Linked DNA regions of Sus scrofa: all the other regions are linked to region 1. Evidence: chromatin contacts called from public HiChIP or PLAC-seq and promoter capture Hi-C data. All regions are on one chromosome and are shown on one strand. The core of a region is the stretch at or near the end of the contact, and the rest is flanking DNA. Distances in the headings are between cores, read along the strand shown. Region 1 holds the start of TEX264 (testis-expressed protein 264). Region 2 holds the start of RBM15B (putative RNA-binding protein 15B). Region 3 holds the start of DCAF1 (protein VPRBP).

Region 1 (3,286 bases), core at 211-2,710:
AGCCCCTTCCGCTGCCCCTAGGCAGGCCTTGACCCTTCTCGGGCCTCAGTTTCTGCTAGGGTCAGGAGGCACTAGGTAAGCGTCTGGGAGGGCTGCCAGCGTTGGCTTCCTGAGGTCGCTCACGAACGCCGTGGCTGTCGGCCCGGTCCTTAAAGGGCCCGCCGCAGGCAAAACTTCGGTGTCTGCCGGGAGCAGGAATACTTGGGGTCCGAGAGGCCTCGCGGGGTGGAAGGGTCGTCGCGTCCACTCTTTACTCTGGGCTTCCAGACCCCGCTCACCCTCGCCTCACCTATTTACCCAGCCCTCTTCTTTTCAGCCACAACTTCTGGAGGCCCCAGGCACCTCCGCAACTTATAGGAAGCTAAAGTTTACAACGCCGCGGTGAGCCGCAGCCTAGGGAGAAGGGGGCGGAGTTAAAGCGCGGTTCTGGCCTTCGTCATCGAGCCCCCTACCCCCTCGCCCGCCCCCAGCTCCCCAGCCTCTGGGCCTGCCCTGCACCCGAAGCTAAGATGGAGAGCAGCCGGGGATAGTAGGCTGATCCAAGGTCGCGTTTGGGCCCTTGGACCCGACCAGGGCCAGCTGTGGGAGAGACGAGATGCAAAGAAATGCTGGGCCGCAAGGATCACGGTGGGGACACGGAAGGCCCTGAGCTCGCGCCCAGGCGGAGGTGCCAGGCCCTGGGCGCGCGTGGGGCCGCCCGGGCGGGGATACCTCCCCCGCCCGGCCCTCACCTCAGCGGCCCCCAGCCTCGGAAGCCGATTCGCGCACGCGGCTCGGGGCTGCGTCGCGGAGCCTGCGCGCCCGCCGCGCACGCTCGCTCCGCCCCCTCTCGAGGCAGAACGTGGCCGTGGGCGCGTGCGTGCGGGACCCAAAGGGCGGAGGCCTGCCGCACCCGTATCCGTGGCGACAAACACGCGCCTTGGCCTGTGGCCGTTAGGAGCCGAGCCCACCAGGTACCTTCCTGCTTCCCACAAACTACTGGGTTGCAGAGGATGAAGTCAACAGCCCCTTAGCTTCTGGGTTGTGGAGAGCACCACGACTGTCCGACCCTAGCAGTGAAGGGGGTAAGTCGGCCTAGAGGCCCGTGGTAGAGAGCCAGTCTGGTCCCAAAAAATGGCACCTCAGAGGACCGTTTGAATTAGTTTGGGAAGCGCAGCATGGCAGTAGAAGTCTGGCATTCGTACCACCCTAATTACTGCCATTTTCTCTCACTGAGGCTTCGCAACAGACCTGGGAACCGAGCAAGGCAGGTCCACTTGCTCCCGTCTCACATCTGAGGCTTAGGGAATCTCCAGACAACGCAAATATCAGCTTCCTGCCTCCAGCGGTCCATCCCTGTGCTCTGGGATTTTTAGGGGGGTGAGGAGGAGGCGGGGAAGAGGGAGTTGGGGGGGTGATCATTCACCCATCCAGCGTTTATGAAGCACGGCTCCTTGCTAAGGTCTGAGGACGCCAAGTGAACAAAACCAAGGCCCCGCCTTCCTGGAACCAACTGGGGGACGCCCGCCTTCCACGCTCCTCCCTCAGTGCCCTAGACGCGGCTGGGCGAGGCTAGTCTGCTGTTCCAGTTTAACACATTCTAGGTAACCCCCAAGTCAATTGTTTGTTCCTTGAAGACAGGTTCAATCTTCAGCTTGTATTACTGAGGATCAACAAACAACAAAGCACTCTCTTAGGGCCCCAAACATAAAATCTCGCCCTCCTGAGAGGCCGATCTTGCAGTAGAAAGAGTGGGGGAGGGGGCAACTATGCTCATAAGTTTCGCCACAAGATGGTATGGGCCAAAAGCTACCTTGGTGCTCCTCACACGGAGGATTGATGTTTGGGAGGTGAATCTTCTTTTTATGGATCCCCCTACTGTACTAGCCAAGGACAGACTGGCCACAAAGCGGCAGTTGTAGCTGGTTGCCTTTCCTTCTGCTTCACATTATTCTCTCCATAGGCAGGGAAAATTGAACTTCATCCATAGGGTTCTAGACCAACCAGAAGAATGGGTAGCTGACCCCTCAGAGGCACTCAGAGCTGGGCTGGAGGTTTGGCAGCTGTTTTGCTGATGAATATCAGGAACATGACCAAATCCTTTAGGTGCTTCAGGCAAGTGAACTATGCACTTGTGTCATTCCCTGAGACAAGGACGGGCCAGTGCTTTCAGAGACAGACAGCCTCTGCTTCTCAGAAGCTGAAGATGATCAGCTTCATCCAGGAAACTGTTGTCTGGAGCTACTCTTTCCAAATTTTTTTTTCCTTCTTTTTTTAGGGCCGCACCCATGGCATGTGGAGGTTCCCAGGCTAGGGGTCAAATCAAAACTACAGCTGCCAGCCTACACCACAGCCACAGCAACGCCGGATCCTTAACCCACTGAGGGAGGCCAGGGATTGAACTCATGTCCTCATGGATACTAGTCAGGTTCGTTAACTGCTGAGTCACGACAGGAACTCCCATACCCTTTCCTCATCTGGTTCTCTGCTTACTTCCTTTAGCTTGGTTAGGGAACTCCATAGCCTCACATCCGAGTTCTAAATGTGCCTTAGGAGCTTTAGCACCTCTGTAGTGTTAAAATAGCTGGCCTGTGACTGGGGCTGTAGGCCAGTGGCCTCCCAGGCTTTATTTCAGGCAGCTGCCAACAAGCACTGCCACCTCCCGCCCGCTTGGGAGGACCCCTGCATGGCCTCTGCTAGCCACCAGGCAATAGCCCAGGCACTTTGCTCTCCCCCTTGTATCAAGTCTGAGCAGAGCTGACCACCTAGCCATCTGCATCATGCACTCTTCAGTCCTATATCCAAATAGCACATATTCTCCTCTCATGAGCCTAGACTTGGTCTCTGCCTCCTCCTGACTTCCCCTGACAAAAGAACTCCCACAGAAGCTCTTTAGTTCTCCCTTAGTACATTTCCAGAGAATGTTTTCCCCAGGCTCCTCCCCTTAAAAGGACCAAACTTGGGTAACTAAAGCATAGACCATCCCTTCCTTCCTCTACCTCTTCATGTTCCAAAGCCCTCATTAGTTCTCTCTGAGGCACTGGTTAGATCTTCTAACTCAGGTGACAAATGGAGAAAGTACAGGTAGTGTAAGATACTCTGCAAACCCTGCCACCAGCCGTCTCCCACCCTCTGAAGGCACTGATGCTGTGCCCAATCCCTGGGTACTCACAGCCTAGTTAGGGCTGCCCCTGCAGAACCTGCCACAACTGAGGGATGAGCTAGCTTCAGGCTACTCTGAGTCAGCCTCACTGTTCCCTCTAAAGCCAGGAAATGTAGTCCTCTTCAGGCAGGCAAAGGCAAAAAA
Region 2 (3,286 bases), core at 540-3,039, 230 kb after region 1:
TTCCAGGCTGTTCCGGCGGTCAGAACTTTTACTGGGGCTGGTCCAGTCCCCTTCCAAGAAGGTCCGGTCTCGGTCCGAGTACAGGAGGTGTGGGGGGGTCCTATCCCGCACCCGCAGGTCGGCATCCAGGTTTCGATGACGGGTATATCCATCAGGGAGAAGTTCGTAATGCACAGGGAGGGGTGAGGGCTGGTACTGCTGGGGATACCGAGTCTCCTCTGCTTTGGCAAAATCCACCCGCAGCCTGCGGTCTGGACCACCCAAGGGAAAGCCCCTCATTTTAGCACAGGCGGCCTGCGCTGCGTCCAAGCTCTCGTACTGGATGTAAGCAAAGCTATCTCCTTTGACGTGATCAATGGTCCGTATGCTCCCAAAGCGGTCAAACTCCCGGGCCAGAGCCGCCAGTGAGGTGTTGGGTCCCAGGCCACCCACCCAGAGGCGAGTAGTGGGGTTCGCCTTGCCGTAGCCTATCTTAATGGGGTTGCGGCCGATCACCCGACCTGACATGGCCACCTTAGCTCTATGGGCCATATCCAGGTTCTGGAACTTGAGAAAGGCATACGCACCGCCCTGACCACGGGCGGGTCTCTTGATGACCACCTCCTCAATGATGCCATACTTTTCGAAAGCCCGTCTCAGCTCCACCTCTGACACGCTGTGGTCCAGGTTACCGATGAAGAGGTTTCGCGTGGCCCGCTGGTCGTCCTCAGGCATCAGGTCCTCCTCGCACACGGCCGGGTAGCCGTAGGGGCGTCCGCGGTCGTCATACAACCCGTAGTAGTCCAGGGCCCGCTCCCGGGATAGTCCTACGGCGGCGGCGGCGGCAGCATCCAGGGCAAAGGCTGCGGCGGCGTGGCGGGCGCGGGGCTCTCGCAGTGGCGGGGCAGCAACCGGTGACAGCGAACGCTGCTTGTACTGGTAGCCGCCGTGCAGCGGGAGGTAGCCGAGTGGATCGGCCGGCGCGGGCGGCCCCGGGGGCGGTGTGGAGGCGGCGGCGCTACTGCTGCTGCTTCTTCGGCTGCTCCCGCCGCCGCCGCCGCCGCCGCGCAGGTACACGGGTTCCACCTTGAGCGGACGGTCGTAGAGCAGCAGCTGGCGGGCCAGGGCGTGCTGTCGGGCCTCGCGTGCGTCCTGTGGGTGCCGGAAGTTCACGTAGGCCACGCGGCCCAGCTCAGGCGTGTGCGACAAGCGCAGGCTGATCTCGCCGAAGCGCTTGAACTGGTGGAAGAGCCGGTCCTCGAGATGCTCGGCGGGCAGCGCGGGACTCAAGCTGCTGATGAGCAGCGTCTTATACTCGGGTGCGGCCGCGGAAGAGCCGGGACCCGCGGGCTCGGACCCGGGCGGCGGGGGAGGTGGCGGCAGCGGAGACGCGCGGGGCGAAGCGCCTGAAGCGCCCGGATCCCCCGAGGCCTTGCCGCCGCGTCCCCCGCCGCCGGCGCCCGAACCCGAGGCGCGGCCGCTGCTCGCACGATGATTCGCGTCCCCGGCGCCGCGGCCGTCGCGATGCCCACCCCCGCCGCCCCCGCTACCGCGGGGTTTCTCGCGGGCCCGCGTTGGAACGGGGTGCTTGGTGCCGCCCGAGGCCTTGTGCGCCGCCCGCCGCCCGCCCGCCTCTGCCTCCCGTTCGCGCTCCCGCGGTCGCTTGGCCGATGATGACGAGCCGCGCCCGCCTGGGCTCGAGTCTCGCTCGCTCTGCCTCTTCATGGCGCCGGCGCGGCGGGCGGGCGGGCGGCCCGCGGGCCTCTCACAGCGGCGGCGGCGGCGGCGGCGGCCGAGGAGGCAGCGCCCCCGGCGCCGCCATCTTGGACAAAAGGACTCGGCGCGGCGGTGGCGGCGGGGCGGGGCGGGAGCGGCGCCCAGGGGCCGGGTGTCGCGTTATCTGGCTGCGCCGCCCGCACCACGTGACTCTGAGGCGGGCGGGGCAAGAGCTGCGCCGGGTGTGCGTCATTGGGATGCGCCGCCCCGTGCCACGTGATCCCCGTTGCAAGCCAGCGAGCTTGTCTAGGCAGTGAGCTCTGGCGCCACCGCGTGGCCGGAGTTCTATGGAAATCATAGTCGTGTCGAGAGCACTGCTGCACCTAGGCCTCTGGCTCCGGGCTGGGCGGCCAGGGTAGCCGGATGGAAGCGGGAGTAGCGGCCTCTTTACGTGATATTCCCAATTCCAAGACTAGGTTTGCGTGACTCCCATACCTCGCCCGAGTCTCCTGACCGTCGTCCGGGATGGACAACCCTGAGGACCAAAGCATGCCGCCCCCTAGGACCCACGCCCCATATCTTGAGCATCCCCTGCGTTCAGGCACACCTACAGCAGGCCTCTGAAAGGCCATATGAGGAGCATGGCCACGCATGCAGAAGCCCTAGGCACGGAAAGCTGAGACATGCCGGCGGTTTCCCGAGTGGCACCAGGCTCCTTGGTGCCATGGGGCCCCACCCTCTGCCCTGAGCGTTCGAGCAGAAAGAGAGCTGTAAGGGCAGGGCCACGGAAACAATGGCGGAGAATAAACCCAGGGCTTACCCAGCTTGCCATGCTTACCTTTCACTGGCCAGCGTCCTCCTATCCACTTCCAAGATGGCGAGATGACTGGGAATATGTTCCCGAGGAGAGGGGAGGGAGAATCCTGCTCAGCATCCAAGCCCCTTGGGGAAGCGTTCATTCTGCAGGGTTGCTGGAGGGTTCGCAGAACCTGACCCAACTTCAGCCACAGAAACTATGGAGTGAGCAAAACGCACCACGGTTCTTCCCTCCTCCCACAGAGAAAGCAACTCCCGGAGCAACTGAGGCAGGTCCAAGAGTTAATGTTTCCGAAGAAACACCTGTAACATTTCTGAAATCTGCTTCCAGGAGTTAACCCCTTCCTAGACAGAGACACTTGTAGCTCAGCCCGAGGGTAGCAGTTAATTGGCCTGTTTTCCGTTTGGTGTGGTCTGGAGGATATGGAACACAGACCTAGGGTGCTGAGACAGCTCCACCTCGTAGGAGTTCTGGCTCCAGCCATGGACCTTCCTTGGCACCTTTCAGGGCCTCAGGATGCTCTATGCTTGTTAGATTTAACAGCTCATCTACTTCGTCTAAATCTGGAAGACCTGGCCTGAGAAATGGCTCAAACTTTTTGCTTTCCTCAGACATGTTGCTGCAAGGGCGGAAAATGCAGTCCTGCTGTTGACAAGCATCAGTGGATGCCACAGCAGGCTGAGAGGCACTTCATGTAGGCAAACTGAATTTAGAAATTGCACAATTGTGACCCCAGGCCAGGGCAATTCCTTGGAAAGCACTGCTTCTTAGGCC
Region 3 (3,286 bases), core at 347-2,846, 140 kb after region 1:
GGGCCTGTGTAGCTAGCTCCTGTTCTACTTCCCCAGCCTCCTGGGCCCTGGCTCCTCCATAGGCCCTCTGGAATACCCTTTATTCCCATCATTTACCCAGGGTCCCAGGCTGATTTTCTGAAGGGGAACAGTGCCATCAGGTGGCAGGTTGGGGATGTGCCAGGAACAGGAGAGCTGGACCCTGGGTTCCCACGAGGGCTCTCTTCCTTTCAGGATTTCAGTCAGTGGGGAAGTCACAACCACACTGGTTACATCAAGGACAGAGGGAAAGTTTCTAAGTCCTAAATGCTCCATCCTCATGCATTTTGGGTTCAGAGCCCAGGGAGGCATGGCAGGAAAGTCAGCTGAAGGAGTCAGCTGAAGGAGGATTGATGTAGGAAGTTATGGTCCAGGCTCTCTGCACCCATGAACCTGGGCCCCATTCCTTGGGCCACAGTCTGGGCTCAGATTTCTCATTTGTATAGGCGGCTAACTGTACTACCCTGTGGGGTCCTAGCGGCCATTACTGAGATCAGCAAAGTTCCAGAACCACAGAGACAGAGAGTTACAAGACATGAAAGAGGTGCAGAGAGACAGAGGTGCAGAGAGAAGACACACTTCTATAGCACTGCCACCCATCATTGTAGAATTTTGTGCCTGAGTAGCTGCTTCAAGTTACACACTGAAGTGAAGGAGGGAAGTCTCTTTCTGGAAAGAGGGCAATGGGCTCTGGTGGGAAACAGAATCAAGAGACCCACCATCTAGGCTCTTGCTAGTTTCTTACTAGCTATAGAACGTGAGCATGGCAGCAGGCTTGCTATGTTCCATGTTCCTCATGTGAGAGTGCTGACTGTGAGAATTCCATAAAAATGTACAGAAACTTGCTCAGGAACTCCCAGAAATAAAGCCTTGGTAGGATCTTGTCCAGGAGAGATTCTGCTTACCCATGGAGCTACATTTCTCTTTCATGCCTCCAAAAAAGAAATCCAGTGTCAAAGAAATCCAGTGTCAGAGTCAGGGGTCGCTCTGGTTCTGCGGCTAACTGGTTGTGTGATGTTAGTCATGTCACTCAGTATGACCTGGTCTCTCTTCTCCCACCTGTAAAATAAAGGAATTAAATTAGATGGCTTCTGAGGTCAGCCCTGTCTTAATCTATGTCTTTGGTTTTTTTTCCTTTTCTCTGCCTCACATATAATACCTAGGATGAATATTTATTGATCCTACAGGCAAGGTCTTAAACAGAAAGACAAAGAAAAAAACAGAGCCTTCTGTTAAATGAGTGCTGGCATTTCACATATACTTTGGGAAATACTCTTAGATCCTGGTATATTCTAGGTATAATGGGGCAAATGAGAGAATAAAGCAAAGGCCCTTGTCACCCAGGACCGAATAAGATACTGAGAGGGTATTTAGCAATTAGAGCCTAAGCTTGGGAGGATCGGGTCTTTCACTTCACGCTTCCGGTTTCCTGAGTAACCAATGAGTATGTAGCAGTTCGCGTTTACGCTAAAAACTACACTTCCCAGAAGCCAATGCGCGGGGGCAAAGTGCTCGAACGCCAATCAGGATTAGCGGGCCCCTCCCATAGAGGCGGAACTCCATTTCCCAGGCGGCTCTGGGGCTCGTCGATATTCCTCCGCTCACCCTGGCCTTCTCCTCCCGCCTTCTGCCAGGGAGCCTCGCGCCAAGTCGGGAGAGGCGCGCGCGCGCGCGCGTGCGCGGGGTACGTAGCACGCGAGTGACGCATAATATGTGGGCCGCTCTGGAGCCGTGGTCGCACTGTGTGTGAGTGAGGGAGAGTGAGTGCGGGACCTGAGGCTGTGTGTGTGAACTGTGGCCACTGGCGGGGTCAGGGGGGTGCGGCGGAGCCGCCTGGGAAGGTGAGTAGAGAAAGGAGGGAGACGGCTCTTTCGGAGTGGCGCGAGGAGACAGGGCGCCGGGCCAGGCGGGCGGGAGAGTGGGCGCCGGACTGGGGGAGGGGCGGCACCTGCCTGGGCCGCCGGCGGAGAGGGGGCGGGCCGAGCCTCGGGGGAGGCTTGGTCTGCGGCCTGACAGGACTTTCTCTCCTCCCGATTCTTGGCTCAGGGGCGGGGCTTTCACGTTCTTGCTCCAGCCGGCAAAAGAAACTTCCCTAGAGTAACTCTTCAGCCCAGAGTAGGGGGCAAGGCTGTGCCCGCCCCTACCTGGAGGAGGGGCGCCTCTTATTTCCCTCATCACCTTTCACCTTCCAGTCCCCCCCGTCTTCCTCCGTACGGACTGGGGGCCTCCATCTTCCTGCTGTACGCCCCCCCCCTTTCCTATACTGTCTCCGCCTCCAGCCACCTGGGAGGGCTTTCCCCCTTCCTCGGCCTCTTGCCGCCTCCCCCGGCACTAGCTGGGCACCGTAATGGGTCGAGGGGGCGGAGCTCTCCTGGCACTCCTCCCACTCCCATGGTGGAAGGGAGGGGTGGAATGAGATGTGTGTGGGTCCTGCAGCTTGGAGCCAAACCTTGGAGTACCCGCCAAGTTTCTCAGGAGCCTGTTTCTGGGGGTTATAGTCGTTTTTAACTGGGTGTCAGGCGTTTGGCTTAACTCTCTCTTCCTAGACGGTTTTGGTCTCACTTCCTCTTACTGCATGTTAGCACTCGGGTTTCGCTTGTGTTGAAGTAGTTTTGGAGTGTTTGTAGTAGTTCTTTTTGAGTCCCAGCTGACTTGTCCTTGTCTATGTCACGTTGGCCTCAATTTTTCTTACGCTGTCTTTTCAATGAAGGATTTTAATTAGCCTACGTGTTTTAATGATTATTAGCAGCATCTTCGTGTTCTAAAAGCTTTTTAATGTACAGAGTGAGAGGTTCATTGGCATTGTTCTGTAATTTTCTTGTCCAAGTTTACGGGAGTTTACTTTTAAGGTTTATGTGAACTTGTATAGTTACACTCTTTAGAAATCAATTTGTATTTTTTCTACTTGATGCTGTCAAGATTTGGCCTTTGTATGTAACAGTTATTGTCCATTTTCCAGTGATAGTGTATTTTTGGATGTGAGATATTAGATACAGAATTTGGGAGCTAGAATGGAAATCCTTTTATGTTCAAAATCTCTTGAGTAATTGCTGAGCACAGTGTTTTACTATTCTGTCTGTTGTCCAGTAGTATGAAACACATGTTTGAAGTGATCGAAGTTGGTTTGTTACCAGTTTTCTTATATTTCTGTCATGGTCATAAAAAGTAATAGAGTATTGTTATACATGTTCTTATATGTTATAGACGTAATTAGGTAAATTTTACTCGAAGCTCCAAACTTGGGTTTTTTTTTTTCCCAGTTTTTTTT

The links. Promoter capture Hi-C pulls out the DNA fragments that hold promoters and counts their contacts. HiChIP or PLAC-seq counts read pairs in DNA pulled down with a chosen protein or histone mark.
Region 2: a promoter capture Hi-C map of fetal liver shows a contact between it and region 1, with 3 times the contacts expected there. The contact joins the promoter of RBM15B here to the promoter of TEX264 in region 1. A contact is called at or near these places in 3 of 5 promoter capture datasets (fetal liver, fetal skeletal muscle and liver), 22 of 47 Hi-C or Micro-C datasets (alveolar macrophages, blood, embryonic fibroblasts and 11 more) and 2 of 2 datasets of contacts at active chromatin or transcription factors (alveolar macrophages and skeletal muscle).
Region 3: an H3K27ac HiChIP or PLAC-seq map of alveolar macrophages shows a contact between it and region 1. The contact joins the promoter of DCAF1 here to the promoter of TEX264 in region 1. A contact is called at or near these places in 2 of 5 promoter capture datasets (fetal liver and liver), 21 of 47 Hi-C or Micro-C datasets (alveolar macrophages, blood, embryonic fibroblasts and 13 more) and 2 of 2 datasets of contacts at active chromatin or transcription factors (alveolar macrophages and skeletal muscle).

What each region holds. Positions count from the first base shown.
Region 1 is chr13:33,890,731-33,894,016 of Sscrofa11.1, reverse strand. It overlaps TEX264 (testis-expressed protein 264), which reads right to left and starts at 1,460. Exons shown (of 5, transcript XM_021068863.1): 1 at 1,231-1,460.
Region 2 is chr13:33,662,890-33,666,175 of Sscrofa11.1, reverse strand. RBM15B (putative RNA-binding protein 15B) reads right to left here and starts at 1,789. Exons shown (of 1, transcript XM_003132238.4): 1 at 1-1,789. The coding sequence starts at 1,704.
Region 3 is chr13:33,749,182-33,752,467 of Sscrofa11.1, reverse strand. It overlaps DCAF1 (protein VPRBP), which reads left to right and starts at 1,596. Exons shown (of 24, transcript XR_002337541.1): 1 at 1,596-1,702. It overlaps LOC110256236 (a long non-coding RNA gene), which reads right to left and starts at 1,468. Exons shown (of 3, transcript XR_002337545.1): 1 at 924-1,468.